2 separate regions of the Manis pentadactyla genome follow, and region 2 is linked to region 1. A link is a contact called in public Hi-C data. All regions are on one chromosome and are shown on one strand. Each heading gives the region's core, a stretch centred on a gene start, on an enhancer-like site or on the middle of the called end of the contact. The rest is flanking DNA. Distances are from core to core; before and after follow the strand shown.

What was found. A called contact is a pair of places that touch in the nucleus more often than the background predicts.
Region 2: a contact with region 1 is called in a Hi-C map of skin fibroblasts, with 2.9 times the contacts expected there. The contact joins the promoter of TKFC here to the promoter of LRRC10B in region 1. A contact is called at or near these places in 2 of 3 Hi-C or Micro-C datasets (fibroblasts and skin fibroblasts).

Annotation. Positions count from the first base shown.
Region 1 is chr9:15,665,787-15,671,169 of mManPen7.hap1, forward strand. It overlaps LRRC10B (leucine rich repeat containing 10B), which reads right to left and starts at 1,885. Exons shown (of 2, transcript XM_036925215.2): 1 at 1,597-1,885; 2 at 1-1,450. The coding sequence starts at 760.
Region 2 is chr9:15,796,590-15,801,707 of mManPen7.hap1, forward strand. It overlaps TKFC (triokinase and FMN cyclase), which reads right to left and starts at 2,851. Exons shown (of 18, transcript XM_057507017.1): 1 at 2,742-2,851; 2 at 1,287-1,402. The coding sequence starts at 2,847. It overlaps DDB1 (damage specific DNA binding protein 1), which reads left to right and starts at 2,918. Exons shown (of 27, transcript XM_036924952.2): 1 at 2,918-3,125; 2 at 4,319-4,467. The coding sequence starts at 3,065.

The sequences.
Region 1 (5,383 bases), core at 635-3,134:
GCGCTGGGCACCGAGGCCGCGGCCGAGGCGTGGGCTCGTCGCGCTCGGCCATGCGTTCGACTGCGCCCTCGCCCACGAGGAAGACGGTGTCCGCGACGCGCGGTGGCCCAGTGACCGGGTTGTGATCGTAGGAGAAGACGCGCAGGGCGCGAAGAGGGTGCAGGTCGGGGAAGCCGCCCAGGCGGTTGCGGTCAAGGTCGAGGATGTGCAGGCGGCCCATGCGCAGCAGCGCGGGGGGAAACTCCTCGAAGCGGTTGCCGTAGAGCCAGAGGCCGCGCAGGCCCGTCATGCGCGGCAGCTCGGCGGGCAGCGCGCGCAGCCGATTGTCGCCCATCTGCAAGGACTGCAGCGCCACTAGGCGCAGCAGCGGCCGCGGGAAGCGCCGCAGGAAGTTGCCCTCGATCCAAAGGCAGCGCAGGCTCTGCAGCTGCGCGAACTCGGCGGGCAGAGCCAGCAGTCGGTTGCCACCAAGGTAGAGGCGCGTGAGGCGCGGCAGGCGACACAGGCCGTCAGGCAAGCGTTCGAGTTTGTTGAAGTCCAGAGCCAGGATGCGCAGCTCGCGCAGCTCCTCGATCTCCTCCGGCAGCTCGCGCAGCCCGGTGCCGCTCACGTACAGCTTCTGCAGGCGGCTCAGCGCGCACACGGCGCTGGGCAGCCGCCGCAGCCGCCTCCCGCTCAGCTCCAGCTGCTGCTCGCCGCCGCGCAGCTGCTCCTCCGCGTCCGACGGCAGCTCGTCCGGCGTGGACTCGGCGATGCCCATGGTCACGGGCCCCGGCCGGGGCCGGCGCCGCCGACGCGGTCAGACATCTCTGCGCCCCGCAGCCTCCCCGACGGGGCCGAGGCCGTGCCGACTCCGGGGCCCCCCGCCCCGGCCTGCCCCTGCGCCGGGAGGGGGGCCGTGCAGGGCCGGGAGGAGGCGCCCGCTTGGAGCCCCGCCGCAGCGCGCCGTTCTCCGCCGCCCGCCCTCGGGCCTCCCCCGCTCCCTCCGCCGGAGGCCGACTGGCTTAGGTTCGCGCTGACTCTCAGCTCAGCGACCCGTCGCCCTGGCAACCCCCGACGCGCGTGCGGCTGCCAATGAGACGGAGGGAGGGCGGGGTGGGGCGGGGCCAAGGTGCCACCAGAGCCTGGTCCTGGCACCCGGGCCCGACCCCCGTCGGCGCTTCCGGGAGCCAGCGCTCGCCAAGGGAACCCAAGGTCGACGCCCCGCAAGCCTGGCACTATGCCAACACAGCCCCGACGTCCGATACTGTCTACACCTCCAGACACAGCAAACTGTTTGTTGTGGGGTTGTGCGCGTCCAGAGAGGCATGTCCCGGAAGGACCCAAGGATCGAGGAAACGCTGGAGTGGGACCCAGAGCTCTGGACTGCGGCTTTCGAGGAGGAACTGAAGAGCAAGATCACTGCCAGCTATTCAGGCCCAGAGGCTTGCCAGTCTCCCTGCGGGGGTCACTTTAGGATAGTAACTCGGAACGGTATTACTTTCTGGTCCTTTCCAGGGTATTAGAGGATTTGCAGGGACCCAGGGGTTGGCTCCGTCCCTCTCCCCGCCCCGGATACCCCCATTGCCCAAACAAATCCCCCGTTAATGCACTCACGCCCCTATCTCCTGCCATGTCTCCCCAGCTGCGCTCAAGGTCTCGCGTAGCTGCCGTGGACAGAAGAGTGGGCAAGTGAGCCGCCTTTGAGCTCCGCCAACGCCCGCTCCCATCGTGTAACTCCTCCTGCGCATGCTCCCACAAACAGGCTGGCGCCGCCGCCTTCTCCGCTCCCATTCAGAGTCCTGCCAGACTCCTGGCAGAAACACTCGCTCCCATTTATTGTGCTCCTGCCACGTGCCCAGAACTCTGCTGACAGCGTGGCACTGAATCCTTGCAACACGCCTATGAGGTAGGTAACCGTCGTTACCCCAGTCTTAAAGGGGGAGAAACTTAGGCTCTGAGAGGTTTGACTTGAGCTGGGTGACTTGCCCAACGTCACCTGGTTGTGAGTAGCTGGTATTTGAACCCAGGCAGTCTGCCCTTAACCGTACCCCGCCAATAAATAGAAATGATGATGACGCCACCTCTCGCAATGAATTCCCTCACAACGCAGTCACTAACTCTAAGGCTAAAACTTTCAAGTAAGCATTATTAATACCACATCAAAGATGAGGGAAGTAACCCCGGAGCGATTAGGCAACTTGCTTAAGGTTACACAGTGAGTAGGATTACAGCCAGGCAGCTGGGTCTGCGGACTCAATGCCTTTTCCGTGGTGCTTTCCCTTGAAAGTAGCTGTGTGACCACGTAACTGGCTGTACAGACAGACCTCTGGGCAGCAGCCAGCCCTCTGCCCCCCACACTCCCGGCCCCACTCAGGCAGGGAGGAAGGCCCCCCCAAGGGCTGAAACCAGCAGCTGCAACATGATGGCGATATCCCCTATGACGTAAGCTCCACAGGGCAGGCAAGTTAGTCTCCTTCCTCGCTGGGACAGGGTCTGGCATATAGTAAACGTTCAATGAAAATTTTTAACGTTTTTTTAAATGGAGGCAAACTTTACATACTGTGAAATGCATAGATTGTACGTGTACAGTTAGATGAATTTTGACAAACGTAAACACCCACATAATGTTTCCTTTACTCAGAAGGTTCCCTTGTGCCCCTTCCAGTCAATCCCCACCTTGCAGAGGCAACCAGGATCATGACCTCTATCATCATGGATCTGTTTTGCCTGTTCCTGAATTTCATATAAATGAGATTATTTAGTGCCTACTTTTCTGGCTCCTGGCTTCTTTTGCTCAGATACTCAATATGTATTTTTGGGGCAAAGGTATGAAAGGGCAGAGCAACAGCAGTTGTAATCAGGCAAGGAGTGTCATGGGGTAAACAGGTGATGGGGACCCAGAGGCAGGTATTGCTCTGAGCCAGGAACCAGCCATGGGACCCTGTCCTGGGAGTGAGACTGACAAGATGAAGACGAGACTCCAGGCTAGGTAGGGGCCTCAGGCAAAGAATAGGTGGAGCCCAGGCTCCAGACGAAAGGTGTAGAAGGATTCTGAGCCCCAGCCAGAGGGGTTCCAAGCTCCTATGTAGGAGCCAATCCAGCTCTCTCCCTTCTACTCATTTGGGAGAACTTCTTGGTAGAGGTGATACCTCAGAGACTAGAAAGCTCAGGAAAACCCAGCCAGGCAGATGGAAAGAGTATCACAAGCAGTTTCCCCAAGGGAACATTCACTGTGGAGGAGGAAGCCCAGCCAGCCCCCTCCACACATGCTCAAAGCTGGCACTCCATCATCAGGCAGCCCTCTGGGGCTCTGCCAGCAGGGGCAGGGGCCTCATGAGTCCCTGCAACTCATACACCAGCCTAGCAGAGCTTCCTGGACCCAAGGACACGGGCGACTAGCCCTCTTCTTTCTGAGGTGTTTTTTCTTGCTCTCTGTAGATCATGTACCTTCACCTCCCACCAGGCCCTGCTCAGTGGGTAAAGGTAAAATGTGCTGGCATTCCAGGCCCACGCAGGCTGGCAGCGGGCAATCATGTTGATGAATCACACTGGCACTGCGGGTGCCCAGTCCTTGTTGAGGCGTCAGTAATGAATTAGCTTCATCCCCAGCACGGAGCCTCTCAGCCTTTCTCCAATCTCCAGGAAGGCAGGAAACTGAGACCTGGGAAGGGGGAGCAGGGGAGCAGAGGGGGCTCCAGCAGCTCCAGGAATGGGCCCAGACTCCAGTCATTGCCTCTGCCCATACACACAGGAAAAATGCCCAAAGCACAGGTCTCGCAGGCCCTGAGACCCCGCCTCTTCATCCCTAACCATGAGTTATAACTGTCCAGCCCACCTCCAAATCTGTATTTTTTAAAGAAAAATTTTGAAATTCAGAAAAGTACAAACTCTCTGTGATAAACACCCCTGAGCCCAGAATTCAGCATTGACAATTGTTCACATCTTGTCATACTTGTTTTCTATCCATGTTCTTTTAAAGAAAAGGAAGAAACCCACCAAGGCCCCCTCTTATTCCTGTGCCCTCTTTGGGGCAGGACCACTGTGGCTGCTGGCCTTGAATAAGATCATGGAATGTTTGCATCATAGTTCTTAGAAAGCGAGGGTTTGAGCCTATTGGAGCCCACCACAAAACGTTAGGGCAGGGAGGGTGCTTAGCTCCTCTGGGAGATCACAGGCTCTGTTAAATGTCTGCAAAATACTAGGGAACCTCATCCTAGAAAAAAGTGCATAGAGGCAGGAACTCACCCAGTGAGGGGTACAATTCCCATGGGTTCTTGGTCTCCTGGGGGGTCTAGTCCAACTCTCTCATTGGTATAAAAAGAAAGTGATGATGTCCTTCATGCCATGGCCCACTCTCCTTACCTGCAGCCCCCAGAACTTGAGTCATTGCCTTCATTCAGGTATTCATTCAACAAACATTAAGCCCCTACTACTTGTATGCTTAGGCACTGGGGAGTACCGTGCATGTGAATGTAATAGATAAAAACACCTGCCTTTGTGGAATTCATATTCCCATGAGTAGAGATAATCAACATAATGCATTGTGCAGTATGTCAGGCAATGATCAGGCTATGGAGGAAATAAAGCAAGGAAGAGAGAGAAGGGGGCCTGGGGACTCCGCTTAGAATGGCCACAAAGCCTCATGGAGAGGATGGCCTTTGAGCAAAGATGGCAAAGAGGAGAGGGAACAAGCCACACAGACAGATTTCCAGGGGGAAATGAGTTCTGGGCATAGGGGAGGGCAGTGCCAAGACCTTGAGGCGGCAGCAGGCCTGGGTGTGTGGAGCAGCAGGTAGCCCTGGGAGACGGGGAGCACGGCAGCAGATGAGGTCAGAAGGAGAAAATGAGGAGGGGGCAGACCCGGAAAGGTTATAGACGATCTAATGCACCTTTACCACAGCTTTCCCAGGCAGTTACTAAGTCCCCCTGCTTTGCAGATGAGGAAACATATTCAGAGAAGTAGCTTGATCAAGTTCACGCAGCTGGTGAGGGGCAAAGAGAGTTCGTCTTATTGCAAAGCCTGGGCTTTCCTACTATGTCTCAGAGCCTCTTTCGGCTGGGAGAAATTGGAGAAACCACCCAGGGTGCCCAGATGCTTGCCCATGTCCTGCAAACAGCAAGAAGATTTCTAGGACTGACCTCCTTGGAGATTTTGATCCCAGGCTCCAGGGCTCTCAGTGTGTTTGCCCAACTGGGGCATCCTAGCACCCGTGGGGCAGGCCTAGGAACCTCAGGACAGGTTGACAGGTTCAGAAGGGCAAAGCAAAGAGGCTGCCATGTCCAGGGCACCCTAGGGCTGTGATATGGGCTTGGGGTTTGCCTGTTAGCAAATTCCAGGCAGTCCCTGGCCCACTGTCAGCACAGAGACCTTCACCAGAGAGCCAAACTCATGAGGCTAGCC
Region 2 (5,118 bases), core at 1,601-4,100, 130 kb after region 1:
AAATCTTTTTCAGAAAAGCTGGAGCTAGCTGAAAGAGGTTTGCAGACCAGGTGCAGCTCCTGCCTTTGTCCCACAGTGAGACTGGGGCCCAGTCAGGCCCACGCTCCCAGCGCCACCTGGTGGCCCCTGGGCAGCCTGCTTCTGAACCAGGTCCTGGTAAGGTGCACATTGCCGCAGCTCCTTGCCTAAGTCTGTGGGCACCCCTTTGAGCACACTCCAGCCTTTCTTGGGTCTGGCAGGGGCCAAGCCACCTGCCTGGGGACAAGAAAAGCAGCCCAGATCAGAAGGAAGCAAGCAGAATAATGAGATTGGCTCCCTTCGCACACAGTGACTGAGAGCCCCAGTTCTAAATACTTCTGAGCATGTCTCCTTTAATCCTCCCAACAACCCTACAGAGGAAAGACTAGCCTGGTGAGGAAACTGAGGCACAGTTAAATGACTTTGCCCAAGATTACACAGCCAGCAAGTGCCCAGGTCTGCTTGGCTCCAAAGCTGGTTCCCTGGGAAAAGCATGTACTTGTGGCTCTCAGAGCCTGCCAGGGTCTGGAGTAGACAATGCAGTTGTGAACTGTCAACACCAAGCCCAGCCTCCAGCACCACCACCCTCCAAGAATGTGCCCCTTTGCCATCCCTGACAGTCTGTCCTGCCTGGGATTGCCACCATTCCCAAACTAGCGCCAGAAAGGGCTTGGGGAATAGTGCCATCCCTGGGTTCCTAGTGGCTGGAGAGGATAAGAAAGGAAAGGAGTAGGCACTGCAAAAGGCCACACAGCTGGTTGGTGTCAGGCTGAAATCTGAACTCAGGTCTGTCCAAGAACTACTCTGGTTCAGATCAGCTTTAGAGTGGGCCCAAAGCAGTGCTCAGGAACATGCTCAGACTCTTGCAGTGTAGATCCCACCCTGGGACAAGCCCACACATGCCCCAGGCTCAGTAACAGGTACCAGGTCCTTCTTCATAGCTCCTTCTGTGACTGGCACAATGTCTATTACATAGTGGGTAACTCTAAATGTTCTTATCTAAATGCATGCCTCAGACCCAGAGTAGATAGGCCCTGGAGCAACTCAGCTGCAGCCCCAGACCTGGCTGGAACCAGCTGGGAAATGGAGGGAAGCAGGGATCTGGCCCTGAGAGGGAGGGTGACCCTCTCTCTGAACCTCTCTGAACCTCAGGAGGCAGCAGCATCTCTAGGTCAGGGTGTAAGGAAGTCCAGCATGCCCAGAGCTGGCACCCCCACTGCTCCAAGACCATGGTGTCCTTCCCCTGCTCTGGCCCGCATGGGACTCACCATGGTGGAAAGACTGTGAAGCAAGCTGAGTTCACACCTTTGCACTGAGCTGCTGGAGGACAGGCAATCCTGTGGGTGCTGCCTGGGTCTGAGCACACAGAAGCTGGAAGGAGCACCTGCAGGGGGGAGTAAATATGCACGGCTTGTGTCACTCACAGCCTACTGCACAATCATGCTTCCAGGGCCCTAGTAACTGGGGAGCTGCCTAAGACTTTGATCTAAGTCCAAACTCTAGTACAAGCTGCGTGTGGAAAAGAGCATGGGGCAATCAAGTTTCAGACCTCCACTTGGCTTACAGAAGACAGATTGACCCGTGTTATGCACAGAGCTGCCTTTTTGCCCAGCGGCAGTGTCCACCTCATCACCAAGGGGCCAAGTTACCCATAAAGGAACTTCATCTCTTACATAGGTATCATGTGCAGTAGGTTTACAAAGATCTTCACACACTTGCTCTTGTTCGCGTTGGCACCACACCACGAGAGACGGCTGAGTCTGTGACCCTATATTTCACTTCTGGGAAACTGACTCCAGCGACTTGTCCACGTCAAACCAGTAAGAGCCAGGACTCAAACCAATGTCTAGCCTTTCTAAAAAGCCTAATTTCTTTCTGAGAATTCAGTGGCTCGAAAGTAAGGCACAGAGTCTCTGGTGTGGGAAACCACATTTGTAAACACAATGATGCTTTAAGTCCCCTCAGTTCAGTCTGGCTCAGATGCGGTCTTGGATCCAAGGGTCTTGGGTTCACTGTATGTCTGCAGTGGAAGGATTCCACACCTGGCTCTGCACCTAGCTCTGCCTCTGAGTTACTGAGGGATCTGGGGTAAATCAACTCCCTTGAGCCTCAGCTTTCTCATCTGTAAAATGGGGTTTTACTGATGCCACGTGGTTCTTCTCCTACCCCTTGCAGAGCCCGTCTGATGTGGAGTGGCCTGTAAGTTGCGGGGCTATTTCTGGGTCATTAATGCTCTCAGCACAGAAATATGGTTTTGAGTCTAAGGTCAGAATTTGTACAGCAATGGGGGCACTAATAAGTCTGGGCAAGTGGTCTGGTGGGTCCTTCAAAGTCTAAGAATAAAACGCAGTTTAAACCTGAGAGATGAGCATCCTAGTATCCCCTGAGGTAAGGTGGGTGATGGGTCATTCTAAGGTCAGGTGAGGGTACCAGCTAGTTTGGAGAAACTGGAAGGGCTAAGGGGAGGAAGGTACGACCTCAGTTCTAGTCTGGGAGGTGCACAAATTGCTGTCACCTCCCTCCCCTCTCTAGGTCTCTGCAGTGCTTCCGATTCCAAAAGAGGAACAGCCCGCGGGCTCCTAGAGCAACGGAAGGTGGAGAGAACGGGGTCTTGGGAAGGGAAGGGTGAGGGGCACTGTCTGGGGCTGAGGTCGGCGGGTCGGCTCCGAAGGCGTAGGGGGCCTCGGTGCACCTCCCCCACCTGCTCACGCCCGCACTGCCACCTCTGTAACGGCCACGGTTCCAGGGACCCCAACGGCGCTCCCGCATCCGGGTACTCCGGGCTCCGGCGGAACGAGGTGGGCGGGGCCTCCGGGGGCGGAGCCTCATCCGGTTGGTTGCCTCGGGCTCTGTGAGTCCTCCAAGATGCCAGGTGAGGCCGTCCCGTGATACCCTGCGCCGCGTCCACTCTGGCCTGCAACGTGCATCTGGGGCGGAGGCAGCGGCGGTGGAGTTCGCTGCGCGGGTGGGGGCCCCCTGTCACCTCATTTGTGTCCGTCTCTCTATCGTTGCGCTCGAATCCCGACGGGCCGCCCCAGGCCTCGACATGTCGTACAACTACGTGGTAACGGCACAGAAGCCCACCGCAGTGAACGGCTGCGTGACCGGTGAGGCTGCCAGAGCCGGAAACCCCGGCGAGGAAGGGAGCTGAGGGGAGCCGAGGCCTAGGGAGGCCCGCGCTCCTGGGGTGGCGGTGCAGGACCGGGTCCGGGGAATGGAAGGCGCTGGCGCCTGAGGGCCCTCCCCCGACCCACTACTCCAAAGAAGCTATCTCAACACGCGCCTTTTGGGGAGTAAAAGCTGCTCTTGAGGGTCTCCTTTCGTTCTGGGAGGTCACTTGGCCTCGAGGACAGGGACGGGCCCAGTGGGACAGAGAGCGAAGTGTGAGTTGATCGTGCGGTGTTGCTCGGGCCCCGAGATTGCTCTCGTATGGTCAGGGGAAGGGCCGGTGGTGATGGCGACTTTTGGGTTGGAATTTTCATGTAGGAGAGCCCGGGGGGTGCAGGAGGTGGAGGGATGTGAGGAATGTCTGCCCTCACCCAAAGGAAAGGAGTCCTTGCCTGGGGCTGTTGTTTACTTGAGAAAGCTGCAGAAGGTGATTTGGATGGCCCAGTCCAGCGCCCAGTCTGCCTTGTTGACTAGGCAAGGATTGTTAAGGACACAGTTTCCTAGAACCCGGGAATAATCATCTTGAACCACGTTCTCATTAGAGTATAAAGACCTCAAACTTAAATGTTTATGTAAATCCTAACCATGATTCCAGTACAGCACTGTTGTTTCGAGAGTTGGAGGGGTGAAAGGTTGTGCACGGGGATATTGGTAGACTGTCGGGAGGGTAAGAGGTGTGGACAAAACAGTGTTTTAATATGAACCTCTCAGACTTTTCTAAATTTGACTTGGTAAGGATTTTGTAAGAATTTAGATAAGGACTGAATAAAGATGAATACTTTCTCCCGCATCCCTTAGTGAGAGGTTAGCCTGCCACCGTAATAGGAAAAGCTTTAAAATTTGGGGGCACAGACCCATCTGAAGGGTTTTCACGGTCACTGTCAGCTGAAGGACATTCCTGCTCTTAAGCCCAGTCCAGTTTGTCTTAGTCCGAATTAGAGAAGTAGCTTTCTTAAATGTATGAAGTGACATTCTTAAATGTATGGGTTCTGGATTTGGTGAGAAGGGAGTGAATGGAGGGAGTCGGAGAAATATGTGAAGTAAAGGATAATCCTGGAGGTAATTAGGTAGAAGTGGTAGGATTATTTAGATAGTGTCCTGGCTTCAAAAGTTAGAGGATCTGTTCTTACAGGACACTTTACTTCAGCTGAAGACTTGAACCTGTTGATTGCCAAAAATACGAGATTAGAGATCTATGTGGTCACTGCAGAGGGGCTTCGGCCCGTCAAAGAGGTGGGCATGTATGGGAAGATTGCTGTCATGGAGCTTTTCAGGCCCAAGGTAAGTGCTCTGGGCTGGGCTCAGCAACATGAACAATTGTAGATGGTTTTACTTGGTTTTACATCAATTGCTTTGAATGGGCGGAATAAGGATTAGGAAGGAAACTTTTCTCTTCTTGAATGGCAGATTTCAATTTATCTTATTGGATGAGCTACCTAGATGTAGGAGAGAGTTACCAAGAAAAATTGATCAAGTTGACATCTTTAGAAGGGGAAATTAAAGCAGTTTGAAATGTGGGTCACCATAGTGAATTTAGAGAGTAGGGCAGTCCTAGCTTCATTGCATAATTAATTCTAACTTTGTGTGTTAGAATTAACCTTATTTCTCCAGAACCTTATTTCTCCATCTGCATAGGAAAAACAATTTCCAACCCCCAGGGTTATTGTGAAGACTAAATTATTTAATACCGCAGAACCTATTACATAACAAGTATTCGCTGTTAACAATGATCACTGCATTGTTATTACTATTATTATAATTGAAATGCTTTCATCCAAATAGCTATCATATTGCTCCAGTGTATCTTAACTGAATCTGATAAGGAAACATTGGGTTCAAAATTTTAATTATAACCCTTTGAGTGAAATAATATTTTGGAGTCTGTTAATAAGTCAGTAAGACTTTGTCAATCCATTTTAGCTTTTGTTGTTA